Regions from separate parts of the Mus musculus genome. Here region 1 is linked to region 2. A link is a contact called in public HiCAR-type data. All regions are on one chromosome and are shown on one strand. Each heading gives the region's core, a stretch centred on a gene start, on an enhancer-like site or on the middle of the called end of the contact. The rest is flanking DNA. Distances are from core to core; before and after follow the strand shown.

Evidence for each region. HiCAR-type assays count read pairs that join an accessible place to other places.
Region 1: a contact with region 2 is called in a HiCAR-type map of astrocytes, with 2.4 times the contacts expected there. The contact joins the promoter of Fam181a here to the promoter of Golga5 in region 2. A contact is called at or near these places in 1 of 484 Hi-C or Micro-C datasets (pro-B cells) and 1 of 115 datasets of contacts at active chromatin or transcription factors (astrocytes).

The regions. Positions count from the first base shown.
Region 1 is chr12:103,313,300-103,320,091 of GRCm38.p6, reverse strand. It overlaps Fam181a (family with sequence similarity 181, member A), which reads right to left and starts at 5,133. Exons shown (of 2, transcript NM_001195726.1): 1 at 5,022-5,133; 2 at 3,027-4,320. The coding sequence starts at 4,254. The coding sequence ends at 3,376. It overlaps Gm29508 (predicted gene 29508), which reads left to right and starts at 5,323. Exons shown (of 3, transcript NR_136894.1): 1 at 5,323-5,577.
Region 2 is chr12:102,465,511-102,471,787 of GRCm38.p6, reverse strand. It overlaps Golga5 (golgi autoantigen, golgin subfamily a, 5), which reads right to left and starts at 2,654. Exons shown (of 13, transcript NM_001199004.1): 1 at 2,425-2,654. It overlaps Gm30198 (a long non-coding RNA gene), which reads right to left. Exons shown (of 3, transcript XR_381856.1): 3 at 3,912-4,626.

The DNA of each region.
Region 1 (6,792 bases), core at 3,884-6,383, 850 kb before region 2:
CTGCGGGGTTCGTTCCAGCTTTGTGCTTGGCCGATGTCCCTCCATGTTTTGTTGGAGGAAGTCTGGAGGGAAGCTTGCATCATCTCTCCTGGGGATGCTTACCCTTGAAGGCACAGAGAAGGCTGCTAAGTGTGGTTCAGCTCAAGACTCCCTGCTTACATTTAACCAGGAAGCAAAGCAGTCAGAAGGGATGCAGGGTCTGAGCTAAGGCATTGGTCTATGGTCATTGGCCTGTGAGCTGTTTGGGATACAGACAGGTGGATGGGCTATGACACTCCAAGGGCCCCCATTCGATCTAGAGTCCTACCAGACAGCAGCTACATGTCCTCCCATCTGAGAAACACAGGTGTTGGGCCAGGTGGCTGCTCAGGGAATCTTTAGGCAGAGGGACTGGAGTGGAGTTCAGCTACCACAGTTGGTAGTCACCATCTATCTGGTGTCAGACACCCAGGCCTGGAGAGCACCAAATTCCACTTTGAGTGTTCCCGCCTTTGTGTGCTCACAGGCCAGATGCTGAGTCTGGCCTGTGGCATGCCCCAATGGACCAGTGCTGACTGGTCAGTGCCGGGGCTAATGCTAGACTTCATTGTGTCACCAAGCCCAGGAAGGGTGCCCACCTTAGAGATGCCACATAGTAACAGTGTCTTGGGGAATGCCGTGGTGGTAACAACAGGAGACTGCTGGTCTCCTCTACCAACAAATGTGGTACCTCAACTGCCTTTGGGTTTTACTTGGAGCCAGACCAATACAAATTGATATTTTTCTTCTTTTCTTTCCCCTCTCCCTGCTATTAATTTATTTTGCAATGGTGGAAACCAAGCCCGGGGCTTTGTGCAAGGTAGCCACTCTACCAAACCCTGTGTTACAGTCTCAGCTCCCATCTTGGTTTTTGGTTAGGGGTTTAATCTGCTGCTGCGGCTAAGGCTGCTGTCCTCTCTCCAACATCAAACCTCCCCAGATGTGCTCCCCCCAGCCACTTCCCATATGAGGGACTGGTTTCCTGGGCTTCTGTTGGGTCATGTTTCATTAACGCAGTGGTTCTCAACCCCTTTGGGGGAGGGGTAGAATGACTCTTTCACAGGGGTTTCCCGAGACCATCAGAAAACACAGATACTTACATTGCGATTGATAACTAGCAAAATTAACAGTTATGAAGTAGCAACAAAAATAATTTCATGGATGAGGGTTACTACAACATGAGGGCTGTATTAAAGGGTCACAGCGGTAGGGAGGTTGAGAGCCACTGCATTAAAGGCTTCTGCCTTTATTGGTTAAGATTTATTATATTTATTTGTGAGTGCGAAATCCTATGAGTTCATGAACACCATGTGCGTGCAGTTTCCTATGGAGGCCAGAGAGTGTCAGATTACAGACACCTGAGCCTTCTGCTGTGGATGCTGGAAACCAAACCTGGGATCTTTGCAAGAGCAGTAAGTGCTCTTAACTACTGTCTCTTTGGTCCCAGTTTCTGCTTTTAAATGAAGTCTTTCGGCTTTTAAAGGAATGGACCTGCAGGTACCGCTGGGGAAGGCAAGCCCCAGCAGGAAAACACCGATGTACCAGGACTTGGGCAGGGTGGGGCTCAGCAGCACCCGAGAACATGTGACTCTGCAGGATGGCTCCTGCTCTAGGAGTGTCATGGTGGGATAGCCAAGGCACCCATGGCAGTGAGCAGCTTTGAAGTATGACTTTCTAACCTGCCAGCATGGAAGGACCTCTAGGTGCCTAAGTGCAGGAGACAACTTCACGTAACAGGAGGACCAGACCCTTATCTATAAACAGCCCATGTAGCAAGTCTGTGCCCCGTCTCACTTTTGGGGTGAGGACATTTCAGTGTAGACAAGTATCTTGAGTAGTAGCTGGCAGGACTGGGGTGTTGAGCTCTGTTATACAGTCTGGGGGAGGCTGAGAACTGTTGCAGTGGGCTCAGAGAGTCTCTGTGATGGTGCTTTGGGGTAAAAGAGGGCACACACCTGCTTTTGGACCCTCAGTGATCTCTGAGACCAAGCATAGCCTAAGGACCTGCCCTCTCACATGCCAGAAAATGACTGAGGACATGTGTCATGTCAGCAACTGTGACTCGGAAATCTTCTGGTGCCTTTAGGCAGAAAGATCCAGAACACCACTCACATCTCCTTTGCCAGCTGCCCCCTTTCCGGTGGACTCGCTGTTCTGGTGGGCCTTGGGGGAAAAGTAGGCTAGAGGCGAAGGGCCATGTGCGGCCTCTAATCCTGGATGCCCAGTTAGCTAAGGACCATCTCGGAGGCAGGCCATGAGGGAGACAGTCAGTACTGAATACATCAGCGTACGTGACAGAGTTTCCCTGTGTGGGGAGCAGAGGCTTGCCCAGCACGAGTCTTGGCTGTGAAGAGCATAATTTGATAAACTGTGTAGCCCATCCTCGTTAGAGCATGCCTAGCTAGACCCGTGCTGGTCAGGAAGCTTTGCTGTCTGGGGGCTATCAGGATAAGCCTGTTCCTTCCCCCAGCACACACTTCTGCTGAGCCACAGATAACACTTCATTGCTATGGCTGAGAGAAATCAGAATATGATTGGATCAGTCAAAAGACTGTGCCTTTGGGGTTCTGGAGCTCTGGAATTTGGGCTTGGTTTGGTTCACTGTGGACATATAATCACTGCTCATGCTTAAAAGGAACGGCTTGGTCAAACCACTTGTCTTGGTCACGTGAAACTGACGTCCCATTTGTCCTGGTTTTCTCTCTGACCAGCACTGTGCCACTCTGGCACAGTCAGACACACCAAAATTATATCTCTACCTCCCTGAGCATCATGAACCATGGGAATCCGGACTTGGCCCACCTCTCCCTTCAGATGTCTGGACCGAACATCCTTCCCCCGAGCCCTTCCCGCATCCCCTCTCACCTCTTCCTAGGAATCAAGATGTGTTTCCCAGCACCCACCTCCAGGCATCTCAGAAGCCTCAGGCCACTCCCACCTGTAGTAGCTATTCTCTATGCCGACCCTGCATCCGGGACCATCCCACTTCATGACACCCGAGAGGTGGAAACTGGAAAAGAAATCTTTATTTTTAATTTTTTTTAACTTTCTCAATATTTACAAAGAACAGAATGAACAAGCGAGATGCCCCCTCGCCCCCCCCCCCGGGGGGGCGGGGGGTATGGCAGCTGAACAGGTGTGTGATGGGCAGCTGCCACACTAGGGTTTCACTTCCCGTGTTTTCCTGTGCCTTGGTCCACAAGCTGCAAGCTCCCTCCGCATAGGTACCTGTCTGAGGAGCCTTGTCCCTGAGGCAGCCTGGCCAGGCCCCTGCCCAGCTCCCTCCTCACACGGAGAGCTTGTCAGTGACTGACCCCCATCCTGGAGGCCAAAAGAGAGAGGGCTGAGGGTGTTCAGCTAGAGGTAGCCAAAGACATTGAAGATAGGGGGAGGCATGGCTGGCTTAGTCGGGATAGGCTTCAGAACTACGGGTCTGTACACTTTGGGCCCTGGGGTGTCCACACCCTTGCAGAAGTGGGCCAGATCCACAGGCGAGGCCAGGCTTCTCCTCCACAGGCCCAGACTGGGTACTGGGCCCTGAGGCAGGACCCCTGGGAGACCCGGGAAGATGGGCTGTCCATGGGACTGGAAAGGGCAGTAGCTCCAAGCATCCAGGCTGCCTACCAAGGATACCCCAGACATCTTGAGTGGTTCCGTGTCAGCTAGTACCCTTGGGGACATGGGCAGTGGAGCAGTCTCGGGCCCCAGGGACTCCAGACCCTTGCAGTTTTTCTTATTCTCATACAAAGATGCCTCCCTGGGGGCCAGGCCCACCTCCAGCCCCATTGGGTAGCTGAGAGTGGGCCTTGGCTCCTCCCAGAACGAGGCGGGCAGCTGTCTCTTCCTCATGGGAACCTGGCCGGGTCTAGCAGCCTCTGGATTCAGCCCCCGGAAGCCCTGATCCTTAGAAAGGCATTCCTCCCTAAAGGGGGTCCCCAGGGCCTTTTCTGTGCAGCTCCCACCCCCACCGGGGCTGGATTGGGGACAGGGATGGAGGGGTGGCCGTCCAGGCCTCTCTTCAGGTCCCCTCTGCAGGTGGGGCTCTGCCACCCTGCCAGGCAGGCCCCTAGGGAGCCGCGAGTACTTCTGAGAGAAGCGCTTGAGTTGCTTCTGCAGGTACTTGCGATGGTCCACAGAGCGGCGGCAGGGTGCGGACTTGTCCAGGGCCGCCTTGATGTCACTGGACGCCAGGTTGACAAAATTCAGAAGCATCTTCACGTCACTGTCAGCTGCCATCACCACGAGAACTGTGCAGGGCTTTCCATGAAGAGCATGGGCTCTGGAGGAGCGCACAGGGCAGACCTAGGGAACACAATGAATGCAATAGGCAGCAGGAGTCTCTCCAGGGCAGTTACGCCTTCCCCAGGGCCACCAGGACCCAATGCACACATCCTCCATTCTTCTGTCCCAAACAGAATCCACAATGGGGCTGGTGAGTCGTTATTCAGCACCTTTTGACTATCTGAGATGAGACAGGTGTCAACTATCTCATTCAGTCTTCTGGGGCCTGTTGCCCTCTTCTGGAAGTCAAGGCTCAGAAACTGCAAACACCTTGCTCAAAGCCACCCAGCTACAAGTGGCATTGCTGGGGCTACATTCCCAGTTGGTCGCATCTCCCACACATCGTGAAGGCCAGCGCGCACGACTCACCATTCAAGTTTTTATTTTCAAAGCCAAAGAAATCCTCTAAAGAAGGCCAAGCCCCCTTCCCCCTCCTTGGTGGTGGCCTTCCCCTCCCACCACCCCGCCCCCTCCGCAGTCCCCACGCTCCACCCCCAACTCTCACACAGGGCCAGGCAGGATCTCTGTCTAGCACTTAATCTAGACCTGCCTTCAAGGCTCATCCCTGCCGGCCGCAGGGACTCCCCTGTAGAAGCATCTGCAGCAATTTCATGCCTCCTCGGCCACCACCCACAGTACTGTGCCCCTCCCCCAAGGCTCTAGTCCGCTCACGCCCTGCCCTCCACCCAGCCAGGCCAAACCACTTGGGACTCCGTACTGACCGAAGGTGAAGGCCAGGGCCCCCCGCCAACGTGGCCGGCAGGTTCCCCACCGTAGACCCCCGCAAGCCTGACGAGCTGGCGTGCAGTGAGCTCCGTGCAGGCTGAGAAGCAGTTGTGCACAGCCCTTGAGTGGGCTGAATGGAGGACAAGTCCGGAGCTGGGGGGCCCTCAGGCCAATCAGGAGCGCCTCTCCAGATACAAAGCATCCCAATCAGGCGGCGGAGCCCCGGTCCCACATTCTTTGCCGTCACAAATTGTCACCATGGGGACCATCACAAAAAAAGACAGCTCCCAAATGCAATCATTTCCCGGTAAATTTCTACCCTTCAGCCCCACTTTTCTCCAGTCTCCATACCCACTCCTCCCCTTGACCTCAGTAACCTGGTTTCTTGAGGTGTGTGTGTGTGTGTGTGTGTGTGTGTGTGTGTGTGTGTGTGCGCGCAAAAAGTATTCAGGATCAAGGAGGGCTGGGCACAGTGAGACAGGCACCCAACCTTCCCCAGATACTTCAGGTCTCCAGCTGCCATGCTCCAGTGCAGACAGACAATCGGATGGGGTAAGCCGGAGTGGGCTGCTTTTCCTCTGCCCTTGAGTGTTGAGTGTGCATTCTCTGACTCTGTCTCTGGCCTCGTGTCTCTCACCTCTTTCAACCGTCCTTCCTGAAGGGTCCCCCTGGGATGGATTTGAGAGGTGCACTGATGTGGGGAAAGGTAGCCCTGGCGGGCTGGCTGAGGGGTGCTGGGATATCCATGGGAAGGGAGCCGAGGCTCTCAGGAATCTTGTCTTTATGTTTGCTTCCTCAATTGAGCTGCACAAAGCCTGAATTGCCCATTCAGTGCGGCCGGACAAAAGGGTGGCGTTGCACGGTCCCCTTGCGTTTGTAGTCAAACAGTTAGGGACTTAAATCGAGTCGTCATGATGGAGAAAGAGGTGGACAAAGCCCATAGAATTGCCATCAGCAAACATTTTCCTGTGTCATATTAGCTAGTCTCCATGGCTCCCCCTGGCCCAGGGACAATGGCACAAGTTTGCACACTTGGCTACTGTCACCGTGCCAACGCCGGCAGGGCTGCAAGCAGGGCCGCTCAGTTGGAGCAAGTGAGGGAGCCCAGGCTGCCGTGGCCCTGCCCATCAAATGCCCAGAAAGAAGGTGAGGCTGAGAGCAGCCCGGTGAAGGAGAACTGTCTGGGAAGTGCTCCCGGGCAGGGTCTCCATGCTAGCCAGCTCAGTGGACCCCCGCAGGTCCACTTTCCTCCCCTTTCCCTGTCTTTCTGTCATCTTCTTCTGTCTCCGACTGCATAGTGGCCCACAGCTTCATACCACAGGCATGGTTGCATACCCTGACTTAGGAGTGGCACCAAGAGACATCTGCTGTAGGGATGAGGCACCTGTCTAGAGTAGCCCTAAGTTCCCTCCTCTGGAGGAGACGGCCCAGGGCTAATGAGCTGCAGCTCTAACTCCAAGAGCTCCACATGCTCTCTGTGCAGAGCCAGAGCAGAACAAACAAGGGTGTGCTGCTGGCATTAGGACCCCTGTCCTGGTAACCAGCTCACATTAGACTCTCCAGAGCCCTTCGTGTGCTCTGTCCTACGTCGGCTTGGCACGGGGAAGGCCTCTGCAGCAGCCTCTGCATTAACTGTGGGCTATGCCACTGCTATCTTAATCGTCAGGGCTTTGGAAGGGGAAATTCTGCAGCATGTCCCCAGCCCATCTTGACAGGTAAGAGAGGGTCCCATGCATCATGTTCCAAACTCTTGGTACACTCTGCTGG
Region 2 (6,277 bases), core at 1,405-3,904:
AAAATTCACATACTGAACTCCAAACCCAAAGACTTCAGAACGTCACGTAATAGAAACAGGGTCTTTGGGCTACAGAAATGGCTCAGTGGTTAAGAGCACTGACTGCTGCTCTTCCAGAGGTTCTGAGTTCAAATCCCAGCAACCACATGGTGGCTCACAACCACCTGTAATGGGAATTCGATGCCCTCTTCTGGTATGTCTGAAGACAACAACAGTGTACTCATATACATAAAATAAATCTAAAAAAGAAAAAAGAAACACAGACTTTAAAGATGTAATTTAAACTGATGTCTATTATTAGAAGAGATATATACACAAATAGTCATAAAGAGAGACCATGTAAAAGCAGGAGAGAAGACAGCTAGCTCTAAGGCAAAAGGAAATCCTCAGAAGTCAGCCTTCAGACAGCTGAGCAGGTAAAAGCCCTAGCCCTGAAGCTTGACAGTCTGAATTCAAACCACAGAACCTACTGATGAATGAGGCAGAAGCCCCAAGAAAATTGTCCTCTGGTCACAAATATGCCCACATTTACAAGTGCACACACAACTAGTAAGTAAAATAATAATAATATAAACAAGTCAACCTAGCCAATACCTTTATTGTGGCCTTAGAACTGTGAGAAAAGTCAATTTCTACTGTTAATCCCTCTGGCCTATGATACTTTTTCATGGGTGTCATAACAAACTCATACAGGATTCAAACAGAAAAAAAAAAATGCTTGGCAAAATTCCAGCACAACCAAATAAAAAGCCTCTGAAATTTGTTTCAAAGGGCTGAACTTGGAAAAAAAAAAAAGAAAACAGAAAAACAAAACAAAACAAACCAAGAAACCCCACTTGATTATCACAAAGTTACTACTGTTAAAGTGAAGCACTCCTGCTAGGTGGTGGTGGCACAGGCCTTTATTCCCAGCACTTGGGAGGCAGAGGCAGGTGGATCTTTGAATTTGATGCTATCCCGGTCTACAGAGTGAGTTTCAGGACAGCCAGGGGATACAGAGGGAAATCCTATCTTGAAAAAACAGTAACAAACAAAACTAACAGTGAAGCACTCCTGTGATTTATGTATGCAGCATATATAGGTCTAAAGTAAATTTTCAGTAATTTAAATATTTAGTACCTACCATGTGCATGTCCAGCTGAGTTCAATTTTTTTTTTAAAAAAATGACTGTATAAATTATCTATTTAACCAACACATGGAAAAAACTTCCAGGTGCCAAAGTCAAGGCCACGAAGTAAAATTAACCTTTAAGCTGTAGAATGAAGTAAACTACAAAGTCAACAGTGTTGGTTGAATGTGGTCAGTGTCCCTTTGGCTTGGAACTATTAGATCTTGGGCTTTCTTCACTAAATTGGCATCAGAGTTGTCTTTCCTTCCCTTCTATGCTAGGTCTTTTTATTCTGTGTGCATGCCCTTCTTTTGCCTTACACTGCTTCAGGTTGTTGCAACTGTTGTTTTAAAACATGTCTCTCCCTGCTGGGGAAGGGGGAGTGGGTGGATACACACAATGCCTGGTTTGCTCAATGATAAATTCCAATTCTAGCCCACACACAGGCACTCCTAGAAACACTACTGAAGTAATTCATCCTTATATGTCAAGTGTTGTGCAAACACTATCACTAAAAATAATATAATATAAAAATAAAATAATAAAAATAATATAGTAACATAATGCTCAGCTACATTATATGGCAAACTGTAAAGTCCTTTAGAAACAAATAAAGATGGATATGGCTTAGAAAGATCCTGGAACTTCGATGGCACCTCAGACACTGGAATCTAGGTCAACCTAGAGGTAAACCCACCTTTTAACCTCTCCGCTCTAACCTCGTCGGAAGTTAACTGTTTCAACACACTCTTTAGGAAACCCATTTAAGTGTGTATTTCAATTTATGAGAAACCAAATGAAAAAGGAATGTAACATGCCTTCTGACTTATAAAACGTTACACAAGCTCGATGTAAAAATTAGTGATGAGCGAGAGAAAAGTAGCTCTCCTAATAAAAAAAAGCCTGAAGACAATTAATGTCTTGCCTCCCATCTGAAAGTTAACGGGGCTTTAAAACATATCTTTCACGTGGATCGTAGACACTAAACCTGAGCTCTTATCTCAGTGACAGACTCCAAGAGGGGACTTCCCGTGGTGCAAAGCCACCGGGAAGGTCAGATGTCACACAGAGGCGGGGGTCAGGGGTCAGGCCCGGCGGTGTGACCACGGGTCCCCGAGAGGCGAGAACACATCGTACTGGGTCCCCAGAGCAGAGTCGGGGTGGAGGGCGGGTCAGCCTCGGTATCCGGAGGCTACGGGGCTCTGGCATCCCCTTCCTTGTCCCTGAGCGAAGACGAGCACGACAGCGCTCGGGAAAGGCGGAGACCGGGTCCCGCAGGCCAAGCCGTCCCGCCCGCGGCCTGGTCGCGCCTCACCTGAGGACGCCGAGCGGCAGCACCGCGGCCTCGTCGCCCGCCCGGGCCGCCACAGCAGCCCGCTGCTCCCGGACCTGCCGGCTAGCTCTTCCGGGAGACGTGGAAGGGCGGCGAGGACCTCAAAACAGAGTGGCCAACGAGCTGCCTGAGTGGCCGGAAGCTGAGCGCCGCCGGCCGCCTAGCAGGTCACTCAGGCGGCGGCGCCGGCGGCCGCGGGGCCCTAGCGCCAGGCCACGCCCCCTTCCGTCTGCCGCCGAACCGGGTGCCGCGCCAGCGTGCGTGTGACGTAACGCCGCCGGCACGCGGCCTCCACAACATTGCGGAGCACGCCCACAACGGGGGGCAGGGTCCCGAGCACCACAGGGGCGGGCCCAAGCCAAACTGGGCGGGGCATGAGCCGGCCCAGGCCTCTGAGCTCCTCCTCCCTTTCAAAAGTTTTACACGTGAGGATTTCGAGGCAGAGACTGGAACTGTCTAATCCCTGGGCCTGTGGGATGGTTCAGTAAATAGAGTACATAGATAAATAGCCAGGACTAACGGCCTGAGTTCTGAGTTCTGAGTTCATTCACAAAGCACACACACACACACACACACACACACACACACACACAAATTAAAAATACAAGGGCTGTGGAACAACATTATGAACTAACAGTACCCCGGAGCTCTTGACTCTAGCTGCATATGTATCAAAAGATGGCCTAGTCGGCCATCACTGGAAAGAGAGGCCCATTGGACTTGCAAACTTTATATGCCCAGTACAAGGGAACGCCAGGGCCAAAAAGTGGGAGTGGGTGGGAGGGTATGGGGGACTTTTTGGGATAGCATTGGAAATGTAAATGAGAAAAATACCTAATTTTAAAAAAACTGGGAAAGGGGATAACATTTGAAATGTAAACAAAAAAAATATCCAATTAAAAAAAAAATACAAGGGCTGGAGAGGTGGCTCAGTGGTTAAGAGCACTGGCTGCTTGCTCTTCCAGAGGTCCTGAGGTCAATGGCTCACAACCAACTGTAATGGGATGGGATCTGGTGCCCTCTCCTGGTGTGCCTGAGGGCAGCTACAGTGTACTCATATAAATGAAATAAATCTTTAAAAGAAAAAAAGAATACAATTTAAAGGGATGGGGTGAAGAACTCGGGAAGGGGGGACCAGTAAGGGGGGCAACATTTGGAATGTAAATACATAAAATAGTATAAGAAAAAAAATAAAAGAATACAATTTTTTAAAAAGAACCTGCTTTCAAGTGACAGAGATGGATTTTGCCTAAACTAATGAATCAACAATAGTTCAGAGCCTTTTGTAAACCAAGAGAAACAGGGAGAAGTATCCCGAGGTAGGAAAATAAGTCAGTTTGTGAGGGTTCCTTGTAGAAAAGATAACTTGAACTGAGACTATTATTCAATAGTGCTATAGTTATATTTTGCATACAGCTCACAGACTTTTTGAAATGGGTTTTTAAAAAGAAAATCTGTGTTCAATAATTCACTGAAGGCTACATCTACTGGGTAAACAGGACCAGGCTAATTTCGCCAACTGAAAAGCCTATGGTAAATTCTCAAGTAAGTGCGTTTGGGCATTGAGGAAACTAAGACTCAGAGATGTTAAATAATCTGGTTCCAATATTATCTGTCCTTAAAAGGGAGGTGTCCATCTCACTCCAAAGTCTGTGCCCCTAGACTCAAATTTTTATTGTCTCTGCATTGAATATGGGGAATAACTACAAGCCATTTTCTTCCTATTAAGTCAGGTTTAATCCAACTCAGTAGTGAGACTAACTCCCAGCAGAAGCCGAAAATCACTGTTGCTGTGATCTTAGAGCCCTTCTTAAGTGGAGAACAGTTTCAGGATCCTTGAGCGGCTCCATTCTCACAATGCCGTAAGGAGTGTCTTGCTCTTATTGTGTGGTAACTGGCATTGCAGTTCTCAACTAATTCTAACTAAGCTGTTCTTCCTGTTAAGGGCTATTTATCATCAGTGGTTGCTAGGTGACTGTCCTACATCCCAAGATGGAGATATCCTTTCCAGCTCCACTGATGACAGTTTGATCATATGATCTACCATTCACTGCTGGAATGTAGACAGGCCTAACTATATACAAGCCTAAACGTTCAGAGTTAGGCAATGGTGTGTTTCCTCCAGTTCTTTTTCTTCTTGAGAGAGAGCAGCTCCAAGCTAGGGTTATTCTGCTAGACTGAGTCCTGAAAGGAAGAAAATGAAGCAGTAAATAGTCCACATCTAACATGTGGTCAGTTAGAAATAGTTCTTTGCAGTTACGGGCTAGTGAGATTTAAGACTGGCTTTTCCACAGCCTAACTAATGAAACCTAATACATCACCCTATTTTACAGATAAAGCACAAAATGCAGTAAGGTGTAAATGCAAACAAGTTATTTTTCTCTTGCTGTAAGAAGTTGAGACAGAATCAAATCTTCCTCAATGAAAATATTGGCCGTGGACAGGCTGCCAAAAAGTATTTTGAGGACTGGGGCTGTAGCTCAGATGATAGTGTGCTTGAGTTATAGGTATGAAGCACTGAGTTTGATCACAAACACTGCATAATTTGGGCCTGATGGTGTATGCCTATAATCCTACCACTTGGGAGATTGAGGACAAAGGATAAGAAATCATAGACATGTTCAGCTACGTGACAAGTTCAAGGCCAGCCTGGGATACACGAGACTGTAACCTGTCAGCTGAAACAAACACTTTCCTCCCAAGTTGCCTTTGGTTGTGGTGTTTACCACAGCAACAGAACCCCTCAAATGGATACAGGTCATGAAACGTTGAGCAAAATAAACTCTTCCCTTGAGTTGCTTCTTGTCAGCTATTTGATCACAGCAAGGGACAGAGAAGTTAATAAAGATGTCCCCATCTAAAAGGAGAGAGTGATGGAGAGGAAAATATCACAGAAAATAATAGTCCCAAACTCCCCAAGTTTGATGAAAACATTAATATGTATATCCAAGAAACCCAGTCATCTCTGAAGAAAATAAATACAGAATTCCACTTGTGTACATGAAAGATGGAGAAAAAAATTATAAAGGTGAGGCTGGAGAAATTGCTTAGTGGTTAAGAGCACTGGTTATTCTTCCAAAGGGTGCAGGTTCAATTCCCAGCACCTACATGACAGCTCATAACAGTAACTACAGGCTTAGGGGATCTGATGCCTTCTTCTGGCATCTAAGGCACCAGGAACACATGGGTTGTGTTGTAGGGACATGCATATTGGCAAAGTACTCATACACATAAAAACCAATTAATTGTAAAAAAGAAAATATTAAAAGTGAAAGTGACTCATTGCCTAGGGGAGAGGAAAGATGAGTGCTGACTTCTGATCAGACATGGTGGGCTACAGCAGTGGGATAATGTATGTGAACACTGAAGGGCAGAAAGACATAGTCCAAAATTTGATTTCTAGAGGTGGTGGTGGCACATGCCTTTAATCCCAGCACTCAGGAAGCAGAGGCAGGTGGATCTCTGTGAGTTCTGGGCCAGCCTGGTCTATAGAGTGAATTCAGGACAGAGAAACCCTGTCTCAAAAAAAAAAACAAAAGAAGAAGAAAAAGAAGAAGAAGAAGAAGAAGAAGAAGAAGAAGAAGAAGAAGAAGAAGGAGGAGGAGGAGGAGAAGGAGGAGGAGGAGGAAAGAAAGAAAGAAAGAAAGAAAGAAAGAAAGAAAGAAAGAGAGAGAGAGAAAGGAAGGAAGGAAGGAAGGAAGGAAGGAAGAAAGAAAGAAAGAGAGAGAGAGAGAAAGGAAGGAAGGAAGGAAGGAAGGAAGGAAGAAAGAAAGAAAGAAAGAAAGACCCATATAAATAGTAACAAGAATGTCCTTCAAAAATGGTGTCCAGAGCT